Regions from separate parts of the Mus musculus genome. Here all the other regions are linked to region 2. A link is a contact called in public Hi-C and promoter capture Hi-C data. All regions are on one chromosome and are shown on one strand. The core of a region is the stretch at or near the end of the contact, and the rest is flanking DNA. Distances in the headings are between cores, read along the strand shown. Region 1 holds the start of Fsd1 (fibronectin type 3 and SPRY domain-containing protein). Region 2 holds the start of Dpp9 (dipeptidylpeptidase 9). Region 3 overlaps Kdm4b (lysine (K)-specific demethylase 4B).

The links. Promoter capture Hi-C pulls out the DNA fragments that hold promoters and counts their contacts. Hi-C and Micro-C count contacts between places; a contact is called where the count stands out from the background.
Region 1: a promoter capture Hi-C map of neural stem cells shows a contact between it and region 2. The contact joins the promoter of Fsd1 here to the promoter of Dpp9 in region 2. A contact is called at or near these places in 2 of 39 promoter capture datasets (embryonic stem cells and neural stem cells), 1 of 115 datasets of contacts at active chromatin or transcription factors (embryonic stem cells) and 2 of 9 other capture datasets (adipose tissue and liver).
Region 3: a contact with region 2 is called in a Hi-C map of cortical neurons, with 2.3 times the contacts expected there. The contact joins the enhancer-like site here to the promoter of Dpp9 in region 2. A contact is called at or near these places in 5 of 39 promoter capture datasets (the C10 cell line, embryonic stem cells, hippocampal neurons and 1 more), 18 of 484 Hi-C or Micro-C datasets (B cells, CD4 T cells, the G1E-ER4 cell line and 11 more), 4 of 115 datasets of contacts at active chromatin or transcription factors (embryonic stem cells, fetal liver, pancreatic cancer cells and 1 more) and 4 of 9 other capture datasets (adipose tissue, embryonic stem cells, liver and 1 more).

The regions. Positions count from the first base shown.
Region 1 is chr17:55,984,866-55,989,550 of GRCm38.p6, forward strand. Fsd1 (fibronectin type 3 and SPRY domain-containing protein) reads left to right here and starts at 1,646. Exons shown (of 13, transcript NM_183178.2): 1 at 1,646-1,788; 2 at 2,878-2,973; 3 at 3,259-3,390; 4 at 3,809-3,910. The coding sequence starts at 1,774.
Region 2 is chr17:56,215,932-56,220,288 of GRCm38.p6, forward strand. Dpp9 (dipeptidylpeptidase 9) reads right to left here and starts at 2,958. Exons shown (of 21, transcript NM_172624.3): 1 at 2,810-2,958; 2 at 1,478-1,530.
Region 3 is chr17:56,349,554-56,354,448 of GRCm38.p6, forward strand. It overlaps Kdm4b (lysine (K)-specific demethylase 4B), which reads left to right. Exons shown (of 23, transcript NM_172132.3): 2 at 2,080-2,244; 3 at 3,423-3,598; 4 at 3,972-4,086. The coding sequence starts at 2,104. Among named protein-coding and RNA genes, the nearest start is that of Kdm4b, 26 kb to the left of the region's middle. Within about 2 kb of position 1,373, at least 18 of the 459 cell types and tissues checked have an H3K27ac peak or open chromatin away from gene starts, as enhancers often do. A contact at or near this core is called in B cells and cortical neurons, where this site is marked.

The sequences.
Region 1 (4,685 bases), core at 396-2,895, 230 kb before region 2:
ACACAAGGCCTGGGTTCCAACTCTAGCACCCCCTAACACAAACATGGTGGGGCACACCTGTTATCCCAACACAGTAAAGGCAGGAGGATCAAGACTTCCAGGGTAAGGCTGGAGAGATGGCTCAGCACTAAAGAGCACTGTTTGCTCTTCCAGAGGACCTGGTTCAACTCCCAGCACCCACATGGCAGCTCACAACTATCCATAACTCCAGTTCTAAGGAATCTAATACCTTCACACAGGGTAGCCTTGGCTACACGTGGAGTATAAGGCCAGCCTGGGCAACATAAGTTAGGAATCCCCTGTCTAAGTTCCGGGGTCTCAAGTCTTTCCCTTGTTGCAGTCTGCAGTTCTGGGCATGGGGCTAGGCCATGTCAGCAGAATTCTGTGGTAACTTTGGGGTCACACAGGTAATAACCATCAGTGTCACCGCTGTTGCCATTGTGCCGGGTGTGGTGCGCACACCTTTAATCCCAGCACTCGGGAAGCAGAGGCAGGGAGTCTCTTGAGTTGCAGGCCAGTCTGGGCTTTAGAGAGAGAGACCTCCTCTGGTAGGAAAATCAAGTCACCCTGTTCTCAGTCAAACCATAAGGGCAGCTGTAACTCCTGGTGGGCAGTGAGTGCACAGACATCCCCAGCCAATTATGCCATCTTCATTCCCGCTGGAAGGTTAGGACCTCTCTGTGAATGAAGTGGTCTTAACCTGTCCAGGCCAAGTCTGCCTCTTACAGGTTCTCATGGCCACCTGCAAGGTCTGGGCAGAAGCGGAGGCTTTGAGTGGTGAGTGGTTCTCACAGTCAACTTCCAGCCTCAGCCCCACTCTGGGGTCAGTGGCCAATACTGTAATAGTTGACCAAGAGAGTTGTCTCATACCCAATCACAACCATGACCTATTTTCTTAGGAGTGGGGGGAGGGCAGTGTTTAAAGACCCTGGGGTTGATGAAGCCCCAGGCTGGTGGTCCTCAACCTTCCTAATGCTTGAACCCTTTAATATAGTCCCTCATGTTGTGGTGACCCCCCACCCATAAAATTTTTCATTGCTACTTCATACCCATAATTTTGCTACTGTTATGAATCATAACGTAAATATTTTTGTTTTCCAAGGGTCTTAGGCGATCCCTGTGAAGAAGTCATTTGACCCCAATGTGGTTGAGAAACTCTGCCTCAGCCTTTGCCGGGCTAATAGCAGATGAACTCTTTAGATAAATATGTCTAGCCCTGAAGAGCAAGGGCTGGTAGAAAGGTTTCTAGGGGAAGATACAATCTGAGGCTTTGGGGGATGTATAGGACCTTGTCTCACTGTGCGACCATAATGGCTCTATTCTGGTTGGTTGTACAAGCAGTAAGTGGCAAGCATGTGGGCCACCGAAGGACAGCTCTCAGGGTAGGAAAGGGTGGGCACCCTGGGTGCCAATTTGAATAGCAAACCGGATCAATCTGAGGTGAGTAAGGGATAGTCCTGAGTTCACAAGACAGGATAAGAGGCCAAACTCAGATATCCTGCCTTCCGCCTGAGGGCTTCCTCATCCCTCCCAGTATTACACTGGGATAACCCAAGCTCCGGAGGAAGACAACTACATTTCCCAAGCAGCGCCGGTCGCTCGCGCATGCGTAGTACATGTAGTGATGGAGCGCTGAGCAGGGGGCGCGGCGGCGGAGGCGGCGAGGGCACGGAAGGCTAGTTGGCTGCTGTCTGCGTCCAAGGAACTTTAAGGGTTTGGAGAACCAGCTGAAGGGGACCCGCGGCCAGGCCAAGGCAACAGGGGGCTGCAACTATGGAAGACCAGAGGGTAGGACCTGGAGAAATGCAGGGATTGGGAACAGGGAGGGGACCAGGTGATGCCGCAGCGCCCCTCCCCCCGCACGGGCCGCCCGCACAGCGGCTCCTGTTAACACGCAGACCCCCTACCTCTCCTCCCCGCTCCTGCCCTCCCTCAGCATCTCGTCATCCTAGCCTGGGATCCTAATCCACCCCACAGGTCACCAACCCAAGCTACGCAGGGCCCAGCCCCACCACCCTGGGTGGGAACCGGCTTCTGGTGTCCTCCACCTGCTTTCCCAGAGGATCCTCCTCTCCTTGCCCAGTCCTTCACAAGCAAGACCTTCCAGCTGCCCAAGTGAAACCCGTCCACTTCCCAGGCGGACCCCTGCCTATCACGCCTCTCCCAGGAGAAGTTTGTTTCTCCATATACTCAGTTGGACTCTGGGACTCGCCTTGCCCAGACTACTCTCTCGGTGCAGCTCACCTTCAGCTTTAAAGATGCACCTACTGGCCTGGGTTGCTGGTGGTACACTCCTGTGTCCTATCCTCTAGAGGTAGAGGCAAGAGGTAGATGTTAGTTCAAGACTAGCCTAGGCTACACAGTGAGACTCTGTCTCCAAAACTGAACAAGGAGCTGTGGAGGTGTCTCAGTGGGTAAAGTGTTTGCTATGCAAATGTGAGAACCTGAGTTCAAGTTCCCAACGCCCACGTAGGAAGCTAGTTTAGTGTGTAGCTGCATACACTACAGCCCCAGCCCTAGGGACACGGACACAGGAGGATCCCTGGGGCTCGATGGCAGCTGGCCTAGACCAGGCTCACTGAGAAACCATACTCAAGTAATAGGTGGACATTGAGAGAGGAAGACAGCCAACATTGACCCCTGGCCTCCACATGCATGTGCATGCATACATATGTGCACACACACACACACACACACACACACACACACCCAAAGTCAAAACCAAATAAGCTCAGTGCTCAAAGTCTGTCCCTGAGAGGCTCTGTGGGCTCCAGTTTTCTTCTCTACTATGGGAATCTCACAGCCTCACATCAGACCTGTATTCCTGGAGGACAGCGCTCCCCCAACCTGCTGCCCCATGTTCCTTCTGTCCCCCAGGAGGCGCTAAGAAAAATCATCACTACCCTGGCCATGAAGAATGAGGAGACGCAGACCTTCATCTACTCCCTGAAGCAGATGTTGCTGAATGTAGAGGTGAACAGTCTGCTCCTGTCTGCAGATGTGGGTGCAGGGGAGAGGCCAGGAGGCACCCCTCTGTCTGCTGGGGACTCTCCACACCTTGGTTTCCCCGTCTGCATAGCCCTTGCCTTTTCTTTTGTGAGATGGGGTTTCTCTCTGCAGCCCTTGCTGGCTCAAGACTTGCTCTATAGAGCAGGCTAGCTTGGAACTCAAAGAGATTCACCTGCCTCTGCCTCCCCAGGGCTGGGGCTAAAACATGCATTACTGCTCTAGCCTCATGGTAGCCTCTCTCCATTGCAGGCAAACTCAGCCAAAGTCCAGGAGGATCTGGAAGCCGAGTTCCAGTCCCTCACGTCGGTTCTGGAGGAGCTGAAAGAGTCCATGCTGATGAAGATCAAACAGGACAGGGCCAGCCGCACCTACGAGCTGCAGGTGCAACCACATACACATACCCTGTCTCCAGAGCCTTTGGTGCCCTCCTAACCCTTGCCAGCCAGGGCCCAGCCCTTCCCCCAAAACACCTGCATCACCACCACCTCCCTGTATTTCCCAGTCCTTCCCATTGGTCCCCCCAGAACCAGGGTAACACTTCCCCTCAAATACCTTCCATGGCTTTCATGAACTCTCCGAATCCCAGCTGTGGTCTCTCAGATTGTACTCAAACCTCATTCCCATCTGTGGTATGAGGACAGCCTGGGGGACTTGGATGTGACCCAGGCTCAGAACTTAAGACTCCAGTAAGCTCCTCCTACCTGAAGCCCTGTTGGGCTGCGGGTCCCAGAGGGTGTCAGAGCTCTGGGTGGGTTTGTGGTGGTTGAGGGACTTGTCTGTGTCGTTGTACTGCCCGCAGAACCAGCTAGCTGCCTGCACACGAGCCCTGGAGAGCTCCGAGGAGCTCCTGGAAACAGCCAACCAGACCCTGCAGGCTTCAGACAGCGAGGACTTCAGTCAGGTGGGTGTCAGTGAGTGGGATCCCCAGGGCCCCTGGGTCACATGTGCCATGTCTGGTTTTGTTCATTTTTATCACATGTATTTGTTTGTCTCGGGGGAGGGATGTATGCAGTCCACAGCAATCCTGCCTTGCCTTCATGTGAGTCTGTGGATCAACCTCAGGTCTATCAAGCTTAGCAGCAAATACCTTTACTCTCTGAGCCCTCTCACCAGACCCCACGTCATTTTATTTAGACAGTGCCTCTGCTCAGTGTGAAGCCTATGTATGTCTCTGAGACTGTTCCGTGAGGGACCGGACTTGGATGCAGCAAGTAGAGTGCCTACCCAGCATGCACCAGACTCATGCACCACCACTGTATAGGCCATGCAATAGCAGACACCTATCACCCCAGCAGTTAGGAGGATGATCAGGAGTTCAGAGCCTGCCTCAACTATGTAGTGAGTTCCAGGCCAGTCTGGTCTACATGACACTCCGTTACAAAAGCAAAGTATGTTGGCTCAATTAATACATTACTAGCGTCATTTCATGCCACCCAGTGGTGTGTCAACACTACTCAGAATGTTTTTTTTTAAGATTTATTTATTAATTATTTGTATGAGCACACTGCAGCTGTCTTCAGTCACACACTAGAAGAGGGCACCAGATCTCATTACAGATGGTTGTGAGCCACCAGGTGGTTGCTGGAAATTGAACTCAGGACCTCTAGCAGAGCAGTCAGTGCTCTTAACCACTGAGCCATCTCTCCAGCCCTCAGAATGGGTTTTTACTGTGAAAT
Region 2 (4,357 bases), core at 1,708-4,207:
GAAGAGATGGAGGAAGAGTGGAGTCTGGAGACACTGTGCAGCATCCTGACATGATAGGATTCACAACCCAGAATTTCCTGGTCCAGGGTCCATCCCTGCAGCTTCCTCGAGAATCAGCAGGGGAGAAGAGGAGCAGGTGCAGGGGGGTTCTCCACCTGTATCCACATGGGCCTCCCTCACTTTCTCCTCCATCCTCCTCATCCAGACGCAACTTGATCTTTTTAACACTGACCCACTGACTGGCTCTGGGCACCAGTGTGGGTCTGCCATGCCAGCAGTTCGCCTCTGCCTCCAGAAGGGCGCTGGGGATCAGGGACACCCTGTGCTAAGAGTCTCACTGGGTCCCAAGCAACAGCAACCTGTATCTTTTGCGGGGTGGGTTTCTGGGATTTAGAGGTCCCAGAGCACTCTCCTGTCTCCAGGGTACCTCAGTACCCAAGGCCCCCACCACCTACACTTTAGACCTTCACCCCAAACCAAACCCAAACACCTTTTCCTGTTTGTCTCAACATCTTCTGTGTATGGGGCTGTTGCTCCCTCTCCCCTAAGACAAGACTCCCCACTTCCAGCCCAGGGCACAGTGGAAACAGAATGTAAGCCTCAATCCTTGTCTCCCATCAGCTGCTGACTCTGAGTAACAGCTGCCTAAGAAAAGCTAGGAAAAGTTACTTGGACAACACTATGGCCTCAAGGCAGGTGACTCTGTTGAATGGGGAGCCCAGGAAATGTCTGGGGACATGTCTGTCTGTCCAGACCAGAGCTTGGCCACTGGGACAGTGTTCAGGTACTTTGCAGGGCCCAGGATGCCTCATAGAGAACAACCTGCCCCAGTGCCCCCAAGGGATGACAGCTCCTTTCCAGGCAGCATTCTGTCAGTGTCTAAAGGCACAAGCCATTATGCCATCCTGGTTACTGTCCCCAGTCACCACCCAGTCGCCTTCTCAGAAGAGTCTGATGGATGTTTGATGCCACCTGAACACAAAGTGGAAGAGTGGCCAGTGTTCTCTGTCCAGTGCTGAAAAGCAGGACTTCCCATGTCAGGGAGAAGGGTCCAACCCCAGCTTAGTCATATCTGTGCTGTGTGACTCTCAAAGCTATAAACCCAGACTACAATATCTATGCCTGGGGCTAAGTGAGGATTCGGGAGTGCACACACAGATTTTCATAATGACAGCTGTCAGATGAATGAGCCATTTTAAAATCACACCCAATGGTCTCTCTGAGGCAAACACTACCATAAAGACTGATGCCCACACACTAGGTACTGTATCAGATGAGCTAGGGAGGTTGGCCAAGCCTCCCTCAAACCCAGCTTACTAGCCACTCTTCCTTTGTCCCCCTGGAGAGGGCAAAGTACTGCAGCAGGGACCAAGACCAGGGGTAACTGGCCCCAAAGCCACTGTCAACCTCTGCATTCCACAGCAAGCCCCAGCCCACCACAGAGCCTGCCTTGCTGCCCGACCCCAGCACAACTCACCTTCTAAAGGGTCCAAGGAGCTTCCATGGCAGCTGCAGGCGAGGGGCACGGACCTTAGAAGAACAAATGTGGTGTTGTTAAGGTGGGCAGATGGGAAGGGCTGGCAAGAATGAAGGGGTTGGTGAAAATGGGGTCTGGCAAGGATGAAGGGGTTGGCGGAAGATGAGGGGCTGGCAAGGATGGAGTGGTTGGTGTGAACTGGGGAACCAGTGAGGATGAAGGGGCCGGTGAAGATGGAGGGGCCGGTGATGTGTGTGGCTTCTTCTCACTCACTTTCCATGCGGGCGGGAGTCTCCGCCTGTGCCTAACCCTATCTACCTGGTTCGACTCTAACTGAGCCTCCCAGCCCCTCGGGGCTGCCAACATGCCCTGGGTTGTACTTGGAAGAGACGTGTCCCTCAGTGTGCGGTCTCCCTGGGACCCAGCAGGGAACTGGCGACTGTGGTCCACACCTCCTGGGCACCAGTCCCAACTCTTCGAAAGCAGGTTGGTGATTGCCCTGGGGGCTCCCGAGGGAGCCTGGGTAACAGGCAGCAAAAAGGCCGCTGAGGTCAAAGGCTGGGCAAAATCGTGGATGGGGAGGGGATGGATGGGCCTAAGGCCGAGATCCTAAGGGTGGGGCTCAAGATGCAGGGAATGAATGCTGGAAGCTGAGGGGGTTCAAGCTAATCCGGGGAGGAAAGGGATGAGACAGAGGATATGATTTTAGTCTGGGAGGGTATCAAGCTTGGCATGCGACAATGTGGAAACTGAGGCAGAGGATAAGGGCTGAGTGAAGGATCAGGCTTGGGGAGTGACCAGTCTTGGAAGAGTCAGGCTGGTAGGGTCATTTGGAGAGGTTCATGCTGCGGGTTTCAAGCTTTGGGGTATGAAGCTTTAGGATTTCAGGTTTGAGAGGAGGGTCAACCTGGACTATCAGGCCTTGAGGGAACAAGTTGGACGGATCAAGTTTTGGGGATCAGGCTTGAGGGATCAAGCTGGGAGGGGAATCAGGCTTGCGGGGATCCGGCTTTAGAAGATCAAGATGGAAGAGGATGAGGCTTGAGGGGATCAGGTTGGGAAGGATGAGGCCGGGAGGGAGGGTTTGGCAGAGACGAGGCTGGCGGAGGCTGGCGGAGGCTGCGCGGACGCCGGGCTGAGCCGCGCTCTGCGATGAAGCTGGCGGCTGCGTCTCCGCAGCGGTGCGGCAGCAGCTCTTGGGCGCGGCCCGGAACCGGCGAAGCGCGGCGACCAGAGCGGCGGGGACGACGAGGACAGGGCGCGCGGCGCCGAGGCGGGCGGACGGCGCCGGCCGGGGCGGGAGGCGGCGAGCCGGGGCCGGACGCTGCTCACCCGAGCGTGGCGCGGAGGACAAGCTGAGCAGGGCGTCCCCGGGGCCGGCGGCGCCTCACACGCGACGCTCCATGCCCAAGACGAGGGCCCGGAAGTGGCGGGCGCGGGGGGACAGCGAAGGCGGCGGACACCGGGGGGACCCGCCAGCTGCGCCTCCTTTGACCCGGAAGTTGAGCTGCAGAAGCAGAGGCTTTTGATTGGGTAACGTCAGGGCAGAACCAACGTCCGTGAAACTCTAGGGGACAATGCTCAGGAGCGTCTTAGGGCTGAAGGCAAGGCTGGTGGCCCCTTGCTGTCTGGGAGAGGACTGCGGGATGGACACCCCTGCTCCAGTTCTGCTGGCCAGCTCGACCCTGCAGTGACCTATTAAAAATATCTAAGAAAGCTGAGATATTGGTAGAATAGTGGTTAGGAAAGCTGCCTTCCAAAAGGTGGCCCCGGGTTCTAGTCCCAGATTGCTTACGCCGCTCATCCCAGCGCTCGGAAACTCTCCACTTAATCAGGCTAGCTTTGAACTCTAAGATCTGCCTGCTCTGTCTAGATCTCGCCCACACCATGTTTTACTTTGTTTTTTGTTTTTCGAGACGGGGTTTCTCAGTATAGCCCTGGCTGTCCTGGAACTCACTCTGTAGACCAGGCTGGCCTCGAACTCAGAAATCCGCCTGCCTCTGCCACCTGCCTCTGCATTAAAGGTGTGCGCCACCACGCCCGGCTCATGTTTTACTTCTTATCTGTGCATTGTGTCTGAGCCACGCGAGTGTGACAGAAGAGGACAATGGGTTTCTTTCCTTTTAATTTTTTTAAATTTATTATTATATCTAAGTACACCTAAGTACACTGTAGCAGTCTTCAGATTCGAGGGCGTCAGATCTCATTAAAGGTGGTTGTGAGCCACCATGTGGTTGCTGGGATTTGAACTCAGGACCTTCAGAAGAGCAGTCAGTGCTCTTAACCACTGAGCCATCTCTCCAGACCCACAATGGATTTCTTGTAACTGGAGTTAAGGCCACATGAGTGCTGGGACATGGACTCCCCTCCTCGCAGAGCCACCTCTCTCAAGCCTCTAAAGAGCTTTTGTAAATAAAGACACACTCCCCAAAAGTTATCCTAACAGGGTTCCTGCAGAAGGGCATCCATTGTTTGGTGAGTGACATTTAGTGAGCATCCTCCATTGTTGTTGAAGTGTCCCCACTTAGCTTCCTAGCTAGTTAACTTTTTGACCGGAAATCCTGAGAGCTACATTTTTAACATGATGTTGCAACCCTGTTCCCTTTCCAGGAACCCTCCCTGGAGACACCATTTGTTACACAATTACAGGACGTGGCTGAGGGCCTGGCGGCTCTCCTGGTCTTCCCCAGTTCCAGCCATCCTCTTCTCTCTCCTGACCCCTTTCTTTTCACACCCATTTTGGGGAAGAGTCTCATGTAGCTAAAATTTATCTTGAACTCCTGCCTCTTCCTCCCCAGTGCTGGGGTGACTGTACACCACCATGCCTGGTTAATGAGAAGCTGGGGATTGGGACTGAGCCTAAGCCCCAGCATCTGCTTG
Region 3 (4,895 bases), core at 123-2,622, 130 kb after region 2:
TGCCTGGCTCTCCTGGGGACCTGGGCCACTGCACCTGCCAGCCTGTCCAGCTTCTCTTAGGACTTGAGCCTTATCTCCCTGCATCTCTTGTGATGCATGCCCCAGAGAGCTCTGGCTGATCCCTTCTCCTATCCCAAGGGTCCTTTTCTTCTGGAGGGAGTGATATTTGTCTCTACTAGTCCTGGTCCACACCTCTGCTATGCCTCTCAGGATAGCCAGAGGGGTCAGTGTGGGCCTCATTCTCTGCTGATAATCTGCAGCTGGGACCTTCAGGATCCCAAGTCCTCGTCAGGTAAAGTCACCTGCTGCCAAGCATGACAACTCCGAGGTTTAACCCTGGGTCACACTTGTGGAAGGAGAGAGCTGACAACTGCAGGTTGCCTTCCGACCTCTGCATGTTTGGGCAGTGCTGCCTGCTATGTCCTAGCCCTCTTTCTGGTGAGCCTTCATGTGGCCAGCAGGAGGTTAGCTGCATTTTGTGTACCAGTGTGGTGCTCTGTCTGTGCCCCACTATCACTAGCACCCAGTGTGGGGGCTGAAGTGGCCCCTTGATGGGACACAGCTCTCAGGTCTCATCCCCCGTCACAGGTGCCCACACAGCACCCTGGTGGCAGCCTGGGCCTTTTCCCCGACCATATTGGACTTGAGTAAGAGACAGGCAGGCAGGTGGGAGACCAAAGTCATCATGAAGGAGAGAACCTGTGTGAAAGGGAAATGGTGGGTGCAGGCACCCTTATCCCACGAGGTAGAGAGACAGGCCATTGGTTCCCAGTGGTCCGGCTCTGGAACAGCTCTGTGGCACAGGACTCAGCTCATAGAAGAAACTCTGCTCCACCATTTCGTGTGGCCTGTGAGGCAGCGGAGGAGGGCCATGGTCAGGGCTGAGAGGAGTTAGTGGTCCTGGGCCCTTCCATGTGCCTCCCACCTGCCCATTCTAACACTGAGGCTGCTGGGGCCCCTGAGGAGGTGCTGTGCCTTCTACATCATCCTTCCCTAGCTCTCACCCTCTACATCTAGGAGGTGGCAGGTGAGCTCAGCAATTAGTGTGGGGCTGCTGGGGAGCAGTGGCAGTCCTGAGACCTGCTGGTGGGGTCAGTTGTCTAGCAGGATAGCTTCTAGTTATGTGGTTAGGGCCTTCCCCTTGTGTACTGGAGGACAATGTCTGGCAGTCCCCCTCTGTAAACCCTGTGCTCCTGTGAGCTCTGAGGGCTATGTCTAGTAGACCCTCAGGACACCCAGGTGATGCACGCAGCCTTATTCCTCTCCAGAGCCCTGAAGGACTGTGGCCTTTGGGTGCTCAGACACCAACTGGTGGCCTAGCTCACGGCTGTAATCAAGCCCTCTACTCCATTTATGGGCATGTGCTGCCACTTGGTGGACACTTTGGGAAATGCATAGGAGCTATTCTCTACTCCCACTTTGGGGCCTGTGTGTATGTGTGTGTGTGTGTGGGGGGGCAGTTCTCTAGGAGGATGGGACTCCACAACCCTTTCTGGACCCTGGGCTGCAGGCCATATGATTGCCCAGTGAGGAGAAGGCACCTGGCTGAGAAGATCCCTTTACAAGGGGCAGGTAGGAGGCCAGCACAGGTAAGTTGATGTTAGCTGTGGCTTGGGCTGGCTCAGACAGGTTGGATTTGCCCTCCTGATCCAGGGCTCTAAGAATAGCTGATGGAGTCCAGGTTTCAAACAGTTGGCTCCTGTGCACAAGTGGAGCCCTCTGAACAAGCCCAGTGTGCTCTCACATGTGCACAGGGCTCCTGGGTGACGTGGTGACCTAAGGCTACAAGGTCTGCATGGGAAGGTCCCTGCTGAGAACAGTGCTGGGCTCCAGGGGGCCTCTGATTGGAAAATACACAGCTTCTGGGACCCCGTCAGCTTTAGAAGGAGGGTTCCTATGTGTTTACTCAACCGGTGTCACCTTGGCTTTTGACTGGTGGGAGTATGGGGCTTTGTGGTTTGCTGGCCTGGCACGGCTGCCTGCTGTTGCCCTCAGGAGCTGTGGGTATTTCGTTGCCTCCAAGGGAGGCTTGGAGGTGGTGATGGCAGGGCTATGCTGACTGCTCTTATCTCCTCACAGGTGTAGCTCCACTTTGCTGCAACCATGGGGTCCGAGGACCACAGCGCCCAGAACCCCAGCTGTAAGATCATGACTTTCCGCCCCACCATGGATGAATTCAGGGACTTCAACAGATATGTGGCGTACATTGAGTCGCAGGGTGCCCACCGTGCTGGCCTGGCCAAGGTGCGTCATGCCACTCCCAAGCTCCTTTGTGCCCAGACACTGTGGCACTGCCTCCCCGACCTTCTTAAACATGGAGGCAGACACTGGTTTTGTGGCTGTGGCTTGGGCTGGCTCAGACAGGTTGGATTTGCCCTCCTGATCCAGGGCTCTAAGAATAGCTGATGGAGTCCAGGTTTCAAACAGTTGGCTCCTGTGCACAAGTGGAGCCCTCTGAACAAGCCCAGGGTTCCTAGACCAAATCAGGGCACATGTTGTGTTCCTGACTCTAGGGAGTGGCCTAGCTTGGGTGGGACACAGAACCTGCTGCTATGAGGGACAAAGCTTTTGGAGGGCTAGGGTTGGAAGGGGACCTGATGCCTAGGGGTGGTGGTGCCAGGAGACACTTTTAATTATTGATGGAGTGGCAGAGGTTAAGTACCTTGTTCTTGGGGCCCTGCGACTCTGCCTAAACTTTGCATTCTACTGTTTTGCCTGCCTGTCTGAATGGAGCTGTCATACTAAGTTGTGGCTCAGGTTCCCTGTAACCTTGTGGACCTATGTTAATCCATGGGAGAGAATGCTGGGGAGGCTGACTTCATCTGAGCCCTAGGCACACACAGCACAGCATGAGCACACACCTCTTCCTACCTTCTGAGGGCAGATGGACAGACACCACAAGCATCTGTGGCCCGTGCTCTGCCGTATGAGCCGAGCCGTGTATGAGCCAAGGGCATAGGCTCATCAGCCTTGACTGGTGTGTGTACGTACGTGCGTGCGTGCGTGCGTGCGTGTGTGTATGTGTGTTCGCGCTATGGTGTATTTGTGTGTGTGTATGCGTGCATGTCTATAAGAATGTGAATGTGTGGGTGGCTATCTGTGTAAGAATGTGTATATGTATGTGTATGGTGTGTCTGTGTAAGAATATGTGTGTGAGTATAAGAATCTGAGTCTGTGTGTTTATGTGTGGGTATCTGTAAGAATGTGAGCATGTATGTGTGTGTGTATGTGTGAGTGTGAGTGTGTGTGTGTGTGTGTGCCTGCTGCAGTGGGACCCAACTGCCCCTTGTTTGTCACAGCTGTCTTGTCATGGTTGTGTGGTGCCTGTACTGCAGCACTAGCCTGGAGCACTTAAATAATTGGGGACCTGGGATCCCCTACCCTTGGGAGCTCTATCACCTACACCGTTCTTGGCCCCGCAGATCATTCCACCCAAGGAGTGGAAGCCACGGCAGACGTATGATGACATCGACGATGTGGTCATCCCAGCGCCTATTCAGCAGGTGGTGACGGGCCAGTCGGGGCTTTTCACACAGTACAACATCCAGAAGAAGGCCATGACTGTGGGGGAGTACCGCCGCCTAGCCAATAGTGAAAAGTATGTGGGTGAGAGCAGTCTCTCTGCTGCTCAGGCTTCTCACTTTCCAGAGGCCCAGCTTGACCCTTACCTTGTCCCTGTCTCTGTCCCTAGGGGGCTTCCCTCATCCCAGTATGTGGCCTGAAGGTGGCCCTTCAGGGGAGGTCCCCCCATGCTTCCTGGAAACCTCTTCCTGCTTCCGTGCATCTTGTGGCTTACAGTCACAGCATGCACAGACACATGGTCCCCATGCTCTCAGCTCCAGCTGCCCCTGGTTTCCAAAGCTCTATGCCCCTCCTTGTACATCTAGCCTTGTTTCTGGAGTTGGGTTCTGAGGCTCCTAGAGGGTATTATACTGCCCAGAACCTAACCCGAACCACTGCACTGTTTACAGGTACTGTACCCCACGCCATCAGGACTTCGATGACTTGGAGCGCAAGTACTGGAAGAACCTGACCTTTGTCTCACCCATCTATGGAGCTGACATCAGTGGCTCCCTGTACGACGATGTAAGTGCCCAAAAGTGCCTGCTATACCTGGCCACCATGTGGACTCATGGGGATGGGAGGAAAGTGGCTATACCTTTCTTCTCAGGGCCACCCCAACTCCGGTGGCTCCCACTTCTGTGTTCCCTATTCACTACTTGGCAGGGCTGTGCTGTCTTCTGGCCCAGGGTGGCATGCTGCATAGGAGGCCACAGCCTGAACCATCTCTGTGGTGGTGGTGCCCGCTGAGGTGTGGAGCTGGGAGCCCACGGCTGGGAGCTGTAACAGAGCTGAGTCTGCTCTGGCACTTCACTGTATGCTGTTGCAAGGTTCTCTTGGTCGACTGTGTGTGTGTGTGTGTGTGTGTGTGTGTGTGTGTGTGTGTGTGCATGCACACACACATGTGCACATAGGAGACCAGCAGATAATCTCATCTGTGTTTCTCAGATCCAAGCCCTGTCTACTTTGGGTTTCTTGCAGTGGGGACAGGGTCTCATTGTGTAGGCAAGCTTGCCTCAACCTCAAGAAGGTCTGCCTACCTCCAGGCTCTACCCTGAGTACTTGGGTTACTTGGCCTACTGTCATTTTATTGTTGGGTTTTTAAAATGTATTAACTTGCTTTTTTTGTTTTGTTTTTGTTTTTGTTTTTCGAGACATGGTTTCTCTGTATAGCCCTGGCTGTCCTGGAACTCACTCTGTAGACTAGGCTGGCCTCAAACTCAGAAATTCACCTGCCTCTGCCTCCCAAATGCTGGGATTAAAGGCTTGTGCCACCACGCCCAGCTGCTTTTTTTATTCTGTGTGTAAGAGTGTTTTGCCTGTATGCATGTATG